4 separate regions of the Sus scrofa genome follow, and regions 2, 3 and 4 are each linked to region 1. Evidence: chromatin contacts called from public Hi-C and HiChIP or PLAC-seq data. All regions are on one chromosome and are shown on one strand. Each heading gives the region's core, a stretch centred on a gene start, on an enhancer-like site or on the middle of the called end of the contact. The rest is flanking DNA. Distances are from core to core; before and after follow the strand shown. Region 1 overlaps STARD13 (stAR-related lipid transfer protein 13). Region 2 overlaps LOC110255744 (a long non-coding RNA gene). Region 3 holds the start of LOC106507939. Region 4 overlaps LOC110255744 (a long non-coding RNA gene).

Region 1 (2,700 bases), core at 37-2,536:
CAGGACCCAGTGCATCTTTCCTTTCCTTTCCTGCATCAGAGCTGACTTGAAAACCTGACCCTTACTTATTTTTGCATGGTGATTAGAAGAGGCTCTCAAGTGCAGGGAGAGAGGGAGGGAGAGAGAGGGAGAAGAACAGAGAGAGAAAGAAGAGTCCATTGTAGCCCTGGGAGTCTTTATTCATGTGCTCATTTACCTAGTAAGATATTTACGCGAAATGAGCTGCTTCTCAGAAGTGCAGAAATTCCGCAGGTGTTGGGGCTGACCACAGTTAGCCATAGCACCAAGAATCAAGATCCTAATTTAAGTCCTGTTGAACTTCCAATCGAGAGTTTTTCATTATTGGGATTCTAAATTCCAGGCCCGGCTGTGTTTCAGTTTGAATCTACCAAATATAAGAACAACTTGGCCACATGCCTCTTTTCCAAATAACTTTATTCCTTCAGCCCCAGGCTCAGAATTCAATAACATTTTCTATAGATTTTTTTTTTCTCTTCACATCAAACAATATTAAAGAGAAAAAATAGGGGGGAAATGCTGATTACTCCCACATGTACACTCGGATATGGCCAAGTGGAATCACTCGCAGTTTCCTTAAACACACACTCTGGTTTCCCCTGTCCATATATGTGGGCACAGACCCTCCTCAGCCCCTGCCTGTCAGAATCCCACCCATTTCTTAAAAGCCCACCCAGATGTCTCTTTCTCTGTGTGGCCTGCTCTCATCATCACCCCAGTCAAAAGTAATAATACTCCCCTTTAATATTGTTCTTAGGTCTTTTTTTGAGGCCCTTTCACATAAGGCCTGCATTATACCCTTTTGCACAACTTCTCTACTGATCCCAAGCAGCTTGGCCACAGCAGCTTTGCATGAATCTGCATCTTTACTGTGATTCCCGCAGTGTCTTAAATGGAATAGGCACTTGAAGAGTATTCTTCTTCTGGCTGATTAATAATTGAGGAAGTAGAAGATTTTAAAGGGGAAGATACTTAAATATGTTGATGCCCTCGCCTGTGCCAGTTTCATCTGTAAGAGCTCTCAGCTTCCCATGCAGGTCAGGGGCCTGGAGTGCATTTCCTCCGGGCATTAAAGGACTGGAAGTGTACTTTTCCCTGGAAAAGCTTTATCCATTTCTTTTGTAATGAAGTGTGGTCATTTATCCTCAGCTGTTTATGCTTATTGGAAGTAGTTTTTCATTTAAATCGTGTATCACACCCATCTCTGTACCTCGCTGCAGCTGCCTTGGAGAAGGCGGGTGTGCTTTCTCTATCGTTTACAGCTGGAACGATTTCCTGTGCCCAGGGCTTAGTTTTCTTCTGTTGCCCTTTCTCCTCTCCCTCAGCTCTTTCAGTGAGTGCAGCTTCTCGGGGCTTAGTCACTTCGGAGGCAGGGCAGGAGCCTTCGCTTCCCGCGCAGTCGGGGACCCGAGCCCCTGGAGCAAGGTCTCTCCGGGGCTCCGGCAGCCGACGGCGTACGGGCTCATCTCCTGCCCGCCTCTGATTGGCTCCGCGGGGTCACGTGAGGCCCAGGAGGGGAGGTTGGAATTCTGAGTTGTGGCTTTTGGCACTCCTTTTCTTTTTAAAAATCGCTGGGTCTGTTGAGCTCTGCTGGGCTGGGTGCCTTGCACCGTGACTGAGACTGGAGGCAGACGGAAACAGCCACAGGGCAGACTGAGGTGGCAAACGAAAATCTGCCGGGATGTTCAGTCAGGGACCCAGGACCCCAGCTTCAGGCTGCTACTATCTAAATGCCCTGACACCTGAGAGCCAGGAGATGTATTTGCGATTTGATCAGACTGCGAGGCGCTCTCCTTACAGGATGAGCCGGATTCTAGCACGCCATCAGCTAGTGACTAAAATTCAACAAGGTGAGTCGCCGGCAGTGGAAGGCTGTTGCTAATTCTGATTTCTGTTGGCTCTCTTTCGTGCTAACGCAGTTTTGAAAGCTGTTTTCACTTTACATTGTATGGGTTTCTCTGCCACGCTGCACCTAACTTTGAGAAGTAGCTTCAGGCTGCAGTTTTAAGCAAACAGTGACAGCGCTTAGCTGCCACATAACTCAACATTAAGTCCACAAAAACCTTCACGGCAGGACAGCGAATCATAAATTTCCAAAACTACGTATATGTCTACAGAATAAATGAGACAGGTTTCCTCGGTGTGTATTTTAGGCGCTTCTCTGAAGGTTCCTCACACCCTGTCATGTTTAAAACTTAGACACTGGTTTATTTAAGGGGGGCGGGGGGGAGCGGAGGACTAGCTTCACCCTGCCCAGATTCTTTACAATACTCTTACCTGACAGGAGAAAGTTAAAATTCTGTTCTTAAAGCCCTTGGGCTGACAATCAGAATCACATTCTCTGCCTCTTTGCCTGTTTACGTCAGGAGTTGCCACTGATTTGTTGATACTGTTTTTCTGGTAAAGGATAAGCTTGTCTGCTAACTTCAAAACAAATCTTGTGACAGGAGCATCAGCTGCATAAGGCAGAGAGGAGAGGAAAATTGATTACAAGCTATTGGGTGTTCCTTTTTATTCTGGGGGTGGGGGGATTACTAAAACTCATTATTCTCTGGTAATAGTTTAAAACATGCCCCTTATCTTAGGGTACGTTTGTAGAAACTAGAAAGGTGAACCTTCCTAAGAAAAAGACATATACCCACGCATACCCCCACATACATAATAAGTTTATGAAGTTTATAA
Region 2 (2,700 bases), core at 16-2,515, 180 kb before region 1:
AATAAATGCACTTTTCTGTATATTCCTCTGTCCTAGGTATTGTAAAAAGAGAGTTAACAAAAGTGGAAGTCATTTATATGTTTAATACTTAAAACCATATTATGGAATTCCCTCAAGGCTCAGAGGGTAAAGGATCTGGTGTCGTAGCTATTACTCTGGTTACAGCTGTGGGGTGATTCAATCCCTGGCCTAGGAACTTCCACATCCTGTGGGCATGGCCAGAAGAAAAAAAATATATATTTTATAATGTGTCTTGTCATACAAGTTATTCAGACAAAGAACTTAATATGACACAAGTAGTTAACATGAATAAATTACTGAATGCTAATATTAATATCATGTATGAGAAGACGGGAAATTGCTGCATAATCAAGTAGGATGATGTGTTCGGGAGAGATCTGCACATTAAGAATGAGACCCAAAGGAAATTGCTACCATGAGGGTATTTTAGGAACTGACCAATTATTCTAATTAATTTAGTAGTAACAATTCTCATTATTATGTTAGTAACTATGCTGTTGTATTTTCTTATTTTAAAACTTGCTTCAAAGACCTCCTTGTCTGAAATAAATGATACAATGTAATAAATGTAGAAAGATGTTTTGCCCGAGATGAAAAAAGATTTAAATCATCCATTATAGGAGAAGGGGAGAAGACAAGGAATAATTCAAAACAATTCAGAACCATCCATAACCTCCTCCTTCTTTCTACCAGCTTTACTCAAAGGTCATATATACACAGCAAGTATTTCTATCCTGTTTAGAAGATGGTAAAACTGAGACATAAATATTTAAATATTTTACTCAAGCCTGGTAAGAAAGTAAGAGATCCACATGAAGAGAGTGTTCAAGTTTTTCAGTCCTTTAACTTGGGAGCTCATGCCGCTCTTGTAAATGTTTATCATTTATCTTTGAGGGTTTTTCAGATAGTTCCCCGTATAGAGAAACTCCTATTAAGTTAGCATTTTCATAACAATTCTCTAACGTAAAACAGAAACACTTCTTTCCAAAGTTTCAAGTGATATCAGAGAAAACCTTATGTGATAGGAAAAGCTGATGTGAATATTTTTTTAATTGGAAGTACAATTACAAAAGTGGATGAAATAGGGAAATTTCTGATTTGCTTCTCACACGTTGCGTATTCATTCTCTGAGCAGTTTTTATGGTCTACGCGAGCTAAGCTAGAAATATCTACATTGCTACACACGAAAGCCAAGCTCTCAGTGAGGTCCCGAGCTGAAGGAAGTGAAGGCAGGAAATAAAGTCCCTGAGTCATGTCGTGGGAATGTATGGCTCGTAAGCTTTGATAACATTCAACGAAACCACACTGTTGATTTTGGAAGATTTGTCGTGGGAACCCTAAGTACAGTCCTTACTCTCTTGGGGTGCATTTGTTTTTATGTTTCCTACTGTATTTAAGTGGTTTGGGATGGCTATTTCTTTTTCTGGTGTGGCGGCAGAAAAAAACCTTGAAATTAAATCTCTATAGAATGTGTCACAGAAGTTCTCTATTTGGCAGTTGTCCTAGGTGGCCAACTGGTCACCCTTATTTTGCTAATGAGAGTGAAAAAAGCCAAGCAAGGGCTCCGCTTCAATCCAAAAGCTATTTCGCTCAAGCCTCCAGCCAGTCTGGCGGATTGCAGTCCTATCATCCAATCTTGTTGACCCCTGTTCTCCTTTCAACTCTTTTTTTACTGGTAATAGGTGATGACCCAATGCAGTGTGTCAAAAATAAACTGAGAAAGCTAGTGCAAAGGCCTGGGGAGATAGAGCATGAGGGCCTTAAACTCTAATGGTTCTGTTTTATACGTCCTTTCCATGCACTCTGACGTTTGCCTCCATCAGGTCTGGTTGCTTCTCAATTCCTTGCAAACTGGGCATCTGATACACCTTCCTATTTAGACCCTGTTCTAGTTTATTCTTTCAATTTAACAAATATGTACAGGAGGCATATTGAGTGCCAGGTTCATCCTTCTAGAGGCTGAGATACAAGAGTAAAAGGAAAATCTCTCTCCTCCTAGTACTTACACTAGTGAGGTGAGAAAACAATGAGCAAGGTTGAGCAAAATGTATAATATGCTGAGTGTGATAAATGTGCTAGTCCAAAAAAAAAAAAAAAAAAAAAGAAAGAAAAAGGCAAAAGAGGGTAAGGAGTTGGCAGGGGTGGAGTGTTTGCATTGTAGATTGGGAGGTTGGTAGATGCTGCATTGAGAAGGTGGTGCTCGATCCAGTGGGGGAAGGAAACGTCTGCTGTGCTTCCATCCTAAGGGCTGGAGGTCTGGAGCGCCTTCTGTCCCAGTTGTAAAGGGACCTTTGAGGTGAGCAGCTAACACTGGTAGTGTGATATCCTGATGAGCACAGATTCCATTCCCAAAGTAGTTCTGTCTTTCTGGGTTTACCACTTGGTCGGTCTTTGAGGAATCTGCACTAACTCGTTCAGGGTCTCATGGGGAGGCGTCAAATGTTAACTCTCCCATGGGGCTCTTCCACAAGCCCCACTCTTTGACCTTGAGTGTAGTCACCCTCTGGCTAGTTTCTTTGACTGAGCTGGAAACTGTAGATTTGGGGGCTAAATGGTTAGAGGCTGAATAGATCCTAGATTTATATTTTCTGGACTTGAATTTTTTTTTTTTTTTTTGAACGTGCACTGCAAGCTTTTATATAGTTGATACAGGAAATAACTAACTTTTAAAAAACTAAA
Region 3 (2,700 bases), core at 194-2,693, 220 kb before region 1:
ACCCTCAACTCTATAAATTATTCCAAGTGTGGTGCTACTACCCACAGCTTAAGTTATCACCAGAGAATTTATCAGAGTCGTGATTATTCAGCTCTACCCCCAGCCTTTCCCAGTTAAAATCTTTCAGGTTAAGGCCAATCTATTTTAACAAGTCTTCCAGGGACACCTGATGCATGCTCACGTTTGAGAATCGCTGCCGCAGGAGAATCGCCCAGTGAAGCAGTGCTTTCAGTAGGCGCTGAAGGCTACAGGAAACTTCCTTCACTAACTTCCACTTAAAATACTCAGTTAAGCCGCGTTCTGGTAAAGCCCTAAGAACAACCCATTGCTCACTACCAAACAATCAGGCCTCAAACTTCCAGGAAAATCGAGGTTCTTAAGCAAAAATTCATCAAGGAAGAATTTACATTGATTTTGCTAACTTAGGGGAAAGGTTTTCTTTTCCCCGTCCGTTATCTAAGAGAAATATGACACACGAACAAGTCTATATTTATCCGGAGTGTTTCTGAGGCTACCTTTCGGAAATTTCCTTGGCCTATTTTTTAAAAAGTTATCCATGAAATTCTCCCCTCCTTCAGGGGCTCCAAACACGTACGCTGTATGTTTAATCATCAAAGGGAAACAAAACCTCTTACAGCAGAAACCAATCTAAGACACAACACCTGTGCCATCTTCCCACCAAGCAAGAAATGGTGGAGCCCGGTCCCAAAAGACTAAGAAATCGACGCAGGGATGATTGAGAAGGACTCAAGAGCAAAGTATGAGGAGACAAAAAAAGACCTGCTTTTTTTCTGGGCTTAAAACTAGAGAAAGAACTCCGTTTCCGCTCCATCTCGGGTATTTTCAAGCTAACACATACAAGCAGCTACCAATTCAAAGTGCTGCAAAGTACCTCCTGCGCGGGAACTCGGCAGGGCGGAGCCTCTGGTCGCTCCCTTCCCGAGGGCGGGACAGAGCAGAACCGGGGCCGCGTTTTCTCTGGAAGGTTCCGAAAGGCGCGCGCCCCCTCCGCGGGCGGCGAGACACTCGGCACCAGATGGCGCTGCCGCACCGAGAGCCGGAGCCTGGGCGGCAGGAGAGAAGGGAAGAGGCGTCACCGGATCCTTTCTGTCGCCGGAAATGCGCGCTGCCGGCGGCCTCGGGTCCCGGATATTAAGATTTCTGGAGGGTTCCCGCGTGAGGGCGGGACTAGAACCGGAACCGAACAGCGACCGTCGGGCCTCGGGGCGGAAGCCCGGGGCGGCGCCAGCGGGGGGCTGGTTTCTGGTGCGCGCGCCTCGCTGGGGGCGCGAGGGGGCGGGACCTCGCTCGCACTTGCGCGTTTTGGGGACGTAGGCGCTGCCGGGACGTGCGTCTTTCTCCATCTTTGCACGTTTGTTGGCCCGGCAAGGCGGAAATGGTGGCGTAGTAGGTTTTTTGTGTTTTTTTTTTTTCCCCCCCTCCATCCCCTCCCGCCCACAGGGTTGGGGTTTCTGGCTGTGAGTGAGGTTTCTGGAAATCTCTGTGGAAAGTTAATGGTATGTGAGGTAAAAACGCGAGCTTTATTTTCCCCTTGAGTCTTAAGCGATCCAGATGCCTGCTGGGCGCGGTCCCAGTGCTGGGCTGGACCCAGCCTTTCCCTCTAAATCTCTTCCTGCACCGGCTTGATCCACCCAAAGTGTCGTTAAGCATCCGTCCTGAGGCAGTAGGAGTGTCACTCGTGAAAAGGAACGTGGGCAGATACATTCTTCACGTGGAACCTAAAAACGCTTTTTAATTATGTCAGGAAGCATGTCTTGGTTTTTTAGCAGTGCTTCTCAAGAACTCATGGAGTTCATCGGCTTTATCGTCACGTTTTTGTCAGTAACATTTTATGTTCTTTGTTTTATGGTGTCTTGGTCTTTATCAAATATTAATTACGGGAAGGCCGCTTGTGCAAACCGTTCGAAAGGAGAAGAATTCTCCATTTCCATTTTTACAAGACAGGGGCAAACCACTTTTAAAGGACGGATCTAGGAACTCGTGAGAGTGCCCTGGTTTGGTTTGGTTTTTAAATGCAGCATCGAAACGACCAAAGGTAGCAAAAATAAATTCTCTGTGAAGCCATACTAATCCAACTTTAATTTTAGACCAATTCTGAAAGTGTTAGCAGCAAGGTACCCAGTTCTCCCAAGAAATTTCTTGGTAGACACTTTTATCTTTGTATTTCAGAGTTCCTTCCAATCTGCGGCCTACGTAAAAACTTGAGTCCTTGTGAAAGCCAGATTGAAAGGAATAGAGATTTATTTAAAAGAGTTATACTGAGAGAAATGGGAAGATTGGGGAATAAAAGATTGTCTGGAGTAGCCACATAAAGACATTTTATAGTTTTTGGTTAAAACCCTTTGGTGGGTTTTGGTAACAGGTGTTGTGAAGAAAGCTACTGTCAGTGGAGGAGTCCCATGATGTACATTTATGTGAGAAACCAAAAAAAATTGGGCAGGATCATTGGGGACTGATCACAGTGTGTGAGCAGGAGGCTAGATGCAGGCGGCACATAATGGAAGACATTAGGAAACACATGAAAGCAAAGGTCAGAGCTAAAGGGGCAATGGATGTGGAAACACTGATTTGGAAACTGGGGAAAAACAGGTTTTAGACCTCAAACTGAATGTGTAGAATAAGGAATAAATTCTTCATTAGATGTTTTGTTTTGGGATATATTGCATTTAGCTGCTTATT
Region 4 (2,700 bases), core at 33-2,532, 190 kb before region 1:
GCATCATTAAATCTCAGAAACGTGCTCCCCTAAGTGGGTAACGGAGAGTTAGTGGAGGTGAGGGAGGGCTGCCTTCCTGTTGGGGGCATTCTTAGATTTGTTTTATCAAAACATTTATTGCTCCTCTTTAGAACCTTCAGCCCATGACTCTCATATATTTAGTGTGAGGGCATATACTGCTCAATAATTAGGTTCCCCCCCTCAACGTGGGCTTTCGGTGGCTTCATAAAAGTGATAAGTGGCTCTTCTTGGACTTGTAAAGTAGAGATTGGCAGGCAATTTAAAGTCAAGATTTCCCAGTAGAATCATCACTACCAACAAGATCACATCCTGGCTCTCCTGTACTCTGAGAAATGTTAAAATAAGGCCAAGATTTTTATGGTCCCCATGCTCTACTGCCCAAAGACTTTTCTACCCTTCATTTCTCCTGTGCCAGCAACAGCTACGTTCTCCCAGTTGTGTCCCCTTGGGGTCCACAGACATACATGGACGCTCCTAAAATCAGTCATTTCAAGTGGCTCTGGGTTTTGCAGAGACAATTGTGTGAGTGAGAAAAATTACTTTCTTGGAAAATGGCTTTGGAAAACACAAAAGCATTTTACAACAGGTGACAGCTGGAAATCACAGTGCACTCAGAACCTTTTATAAATAGCCTCTGCAGATACTCCCTGTAATGATAATTATAGCACTTTAAATAAAGTATAGGGTTTGCTCACACATGATTCCATTTGACCTTCACCACGACCTCGTCAGGGCATTTGAAAGATTCCACGTTTTTGATGCAGAATCGGAAGCCCAGAATATTTGAGTGCCTTGTGACAAGGTCACACAGCTCATGTTTAACCACCAGCACTCCCGGTGCTTGCCTTTCTACCACGTTACCTCCTCCTCTCTCTAAATTGTGTTTTCTGGACGATAAATCCTGGAAGCAACACACTTATTTTGAGGCTCCCATTTATGATAACTCCAACTCTACAATTTCGGCCAGCCAGTCTTAGGGTCTTTTTTTCCCCTAGGAATCTTGGCAGGGGTGAGGGGTTGGGGGGCAGAAGCTCATACATGTTTGGGAGTTGGACTTGTTGGCTGCATGGTAGCAGGCACCTTTTTTATTATTTTATGACCCAGTTTGAAATCTATGAGGTCATCTATGACTGCCTATATCATGGAGCAGCTGAAACTCTCCAAAGGTACCGAGGCTGCCTAAGCATTATGCTCTTGAACTTGTCTGGTCCAGCTTTAGGCTGTTTCCTAATGCAGCTCAGAGCTCCAGCTATAAAGTGACCTTTGCCCCACCCTCAACTCCAGCTTCCATTGTTACAAATGCTGTTAAACAGTGCCCTCAACAGAGTCTTTAAGGAAACTGCTCTTTTTTATTTGTTTTTTTCTTACTCCATTTTTGTTATATTCCCCTTGCCCTGAGAGGTGCACAGGTGCTAAGCCTGAGAAATATCGAGGTAACAAGCCCCACGCTGTCAACAATGTCCTACTAAGTTTAAACACAACTGTCCTGCCTTTGGATGTGCTCTCTCCCTGAATAACCTTAAACCTCTCCAGCCAACAGACTCTGTGGGACCTAGCCTGCCCTTCCTACCCACTGGCCAGACAAGTCCTTAATTTAGACGATCAAGCTGAGAACCCTACATTCACAACTGCTAGAACGATTTTCCTCAAACACTCGAGTTTTTTCTCAGTTACTTTGTGAACATCTATCAGATCAAAGCCAGATTTTTTTTTCTGCCTGAAAAAAGGTCCTTCATCAGCTGTTCATTTTATCATATTATTTTTCATGCCCCTCCCTCCATACGATGTCAGATGTGTGTGTAGTGGGCATTGTCTACGAATATCAGTGGGTTAATTGGGTATATTAACAGGCTGTGGATGACAGACGAGAGACTGACACTTCTTTCTCAGGCATATTTCTAGATATTTTTATTAGCACTTAAAATTTTTTCAAGCTGTGTAACTTTTATTTATCATCAGCATCTTTTCTATCTTCTCTTCCTTGTGAGCCTACATAATGTTAGCAGTGAATGGTACCATCTTTTTGGTCAATGAGGGAGACCACGTTAATTAGCAGAGCATTGTGTTGGTTATTAATCACACCAGACCTCAAGTTAAAGAGGAATCTGCTCCGGAGCTCATATCCTGAGGAAGGTTATAGTAATTCAGATCTATTCTGTGAAAGGACACGCGATACTCACGTAAATACATAGTGTCTTAGCATGAAAAAAACCATCAAAACTTTGTGTGAGCATTGCTGCAAGTGGTTTTATGTTGTCTAGAGTTTAAGAATGAGTCATGAGAACTGCATATTCAGAGAGGATATGGCCAGGTTAAAAAATAAATCAGCCCTCTCTTCCTTTTTGGAGAGACTTCAAGGAGGAAATGAGATTTCCAACCCTCTTTCGGTATGAGGAGGAAGTTGAGGTTTGTGGAGGCCAAAGAATCCTAAAACTCTCTCCTCCAACTGAGGAAATATATCCAGGTATCAGAAAGAGATCACAATAAAAATGCTGTCACTGATAAATCTAGATTGGAGACCAAGTCTTAAACCCAAAATCACCTTCGTATTTTCCTCTTACTATTTTCCTGAATAAAACTCACTCATTGGTTCCAGGAAAATCAGCTGGACATTTATTCTGTTCTATAGAATAGAAGAGATAGGGGCTGAGGAAGGATCCCCAGACAGTTCTCAAAGGA

What was found. A called contact is a pair of places that touch in the nucleus more often than the background predicts. HiChIP or PLAC-seq counts read pairs in DNA pulled down with a chosen protein or histone mark.
Region 2: a contact with region 1 is called in an H3K27ac HiChIP or PLAC-seq map of skeletal muscle. The contact joins two enhancer-like sites. A contact is called at or near these places in 3 of 47 Hi-C or Micro-C datasets (adipocytes, embryonic fibroblasts and fibroblasts) and 1 of 2 datasets of contacts at active chromatin or transcription factors (skeletal muscle).
Region 3: a contact with region 1 is called in a Hi-C map of skeletal muscle, with 7 times the contacts expected there. The contact joins the promoter of LOC106507939 here to the enhancer-like site in region 1. A contact is called at or near these places in 1 of 5 promoter capture datasets (liver), 5 of 47 Hi-C or Micro-C datasets (embryonic fibroblasts, heart right ventricle, mesenchymal stem cells and 1 more) and 1 of 2 datasets of contacts at active chromatin or transcription factors (skeletal muscle).
Region 4: an H3K27ac HiChIP or PLAC-seq map of skeletal muscle shows a contact between it and region 1. The contact joins two enhancer-like sites. A contact is called at or near these places in 3 of 47 Hi-C or Micro-C datasets (adipocytes, embryonic fibroblasts and fibroblasts) and 2 of 2 datasets of contacts at active chromatin or transcription factors (alveolar macrophages and skeletal muscle).

The regions. Positions count from the first base shown.
Region 1 is chr11:9,689,522-9,692,221 of Sscrofa11.1, reverse strand. All of the region lies in intron 1 of STARD13 (stAR-related lipid transfer protein 13), which reads left to right. Among named protein-coding and RNA genes, the nearest start is that of STARD13, 47 kb to the left of the region's middle. Within about 2 kb of position 1,286, at least 68 of the 83 cell types and tissues checked have an H3K27ac peak or open chromatin away from gene starts, as enhancers often do. A contact at or near this core is called in alveolar macrophages, liver and skeletal muscle, where this site is marked.
Region 2 is chr11:9,864,651-9,867,350 of Sscrofa11.1, reverse strand. The region is part of intron 3 of LOC110255744 (a long non-coding RNA gene); the gene reads left to right. Among named protein-coding and RNA genes, the nearest start is that of STARD13, 130 kb to the right of the region's middle. Within about 2 kb of position 1,265, at least 29 of the 83 cell types and tissues checked have an H3K27ac peak or open chromatin away from gene starts, as enhancers often do. A contact at or near this core is called in skeletal muscle, where this site is marked.
Region 3 is chr11:9,911,515-9,914,214 of Sscrofa11.1, reverse strand. It overlaps LOC106507939, which reads right to left and starts at 1,443. Exons shown (of 4, transcript XM_021065188.1): 1 at 893-1,443. The coding sequence starts at 1,364. All of the region lies in intron 1 of LOC110255744 (a long non-coding RNA gene), which reads left to right.
Region 4 is chr11:9,880,938-9,883,637 of Sscrofa11.1, reverse strand. All of the region lies in intron 3 of LOC110255744 (a long non-coding RNA gene), which reads left to right. Among named protein-coding and RNA genes, the nearest start is that of STARD13, 140 kb to the right of the region's middle. Within about 2 kb of position 1,282, at least 23 of the 83 cell types and tissues checked have an H3K27ac peak or open chromatin away from gene starts, as enhancers often do. A contact at or near this core is called in alveolar macrophages and skeletal muscle, where this site is marked.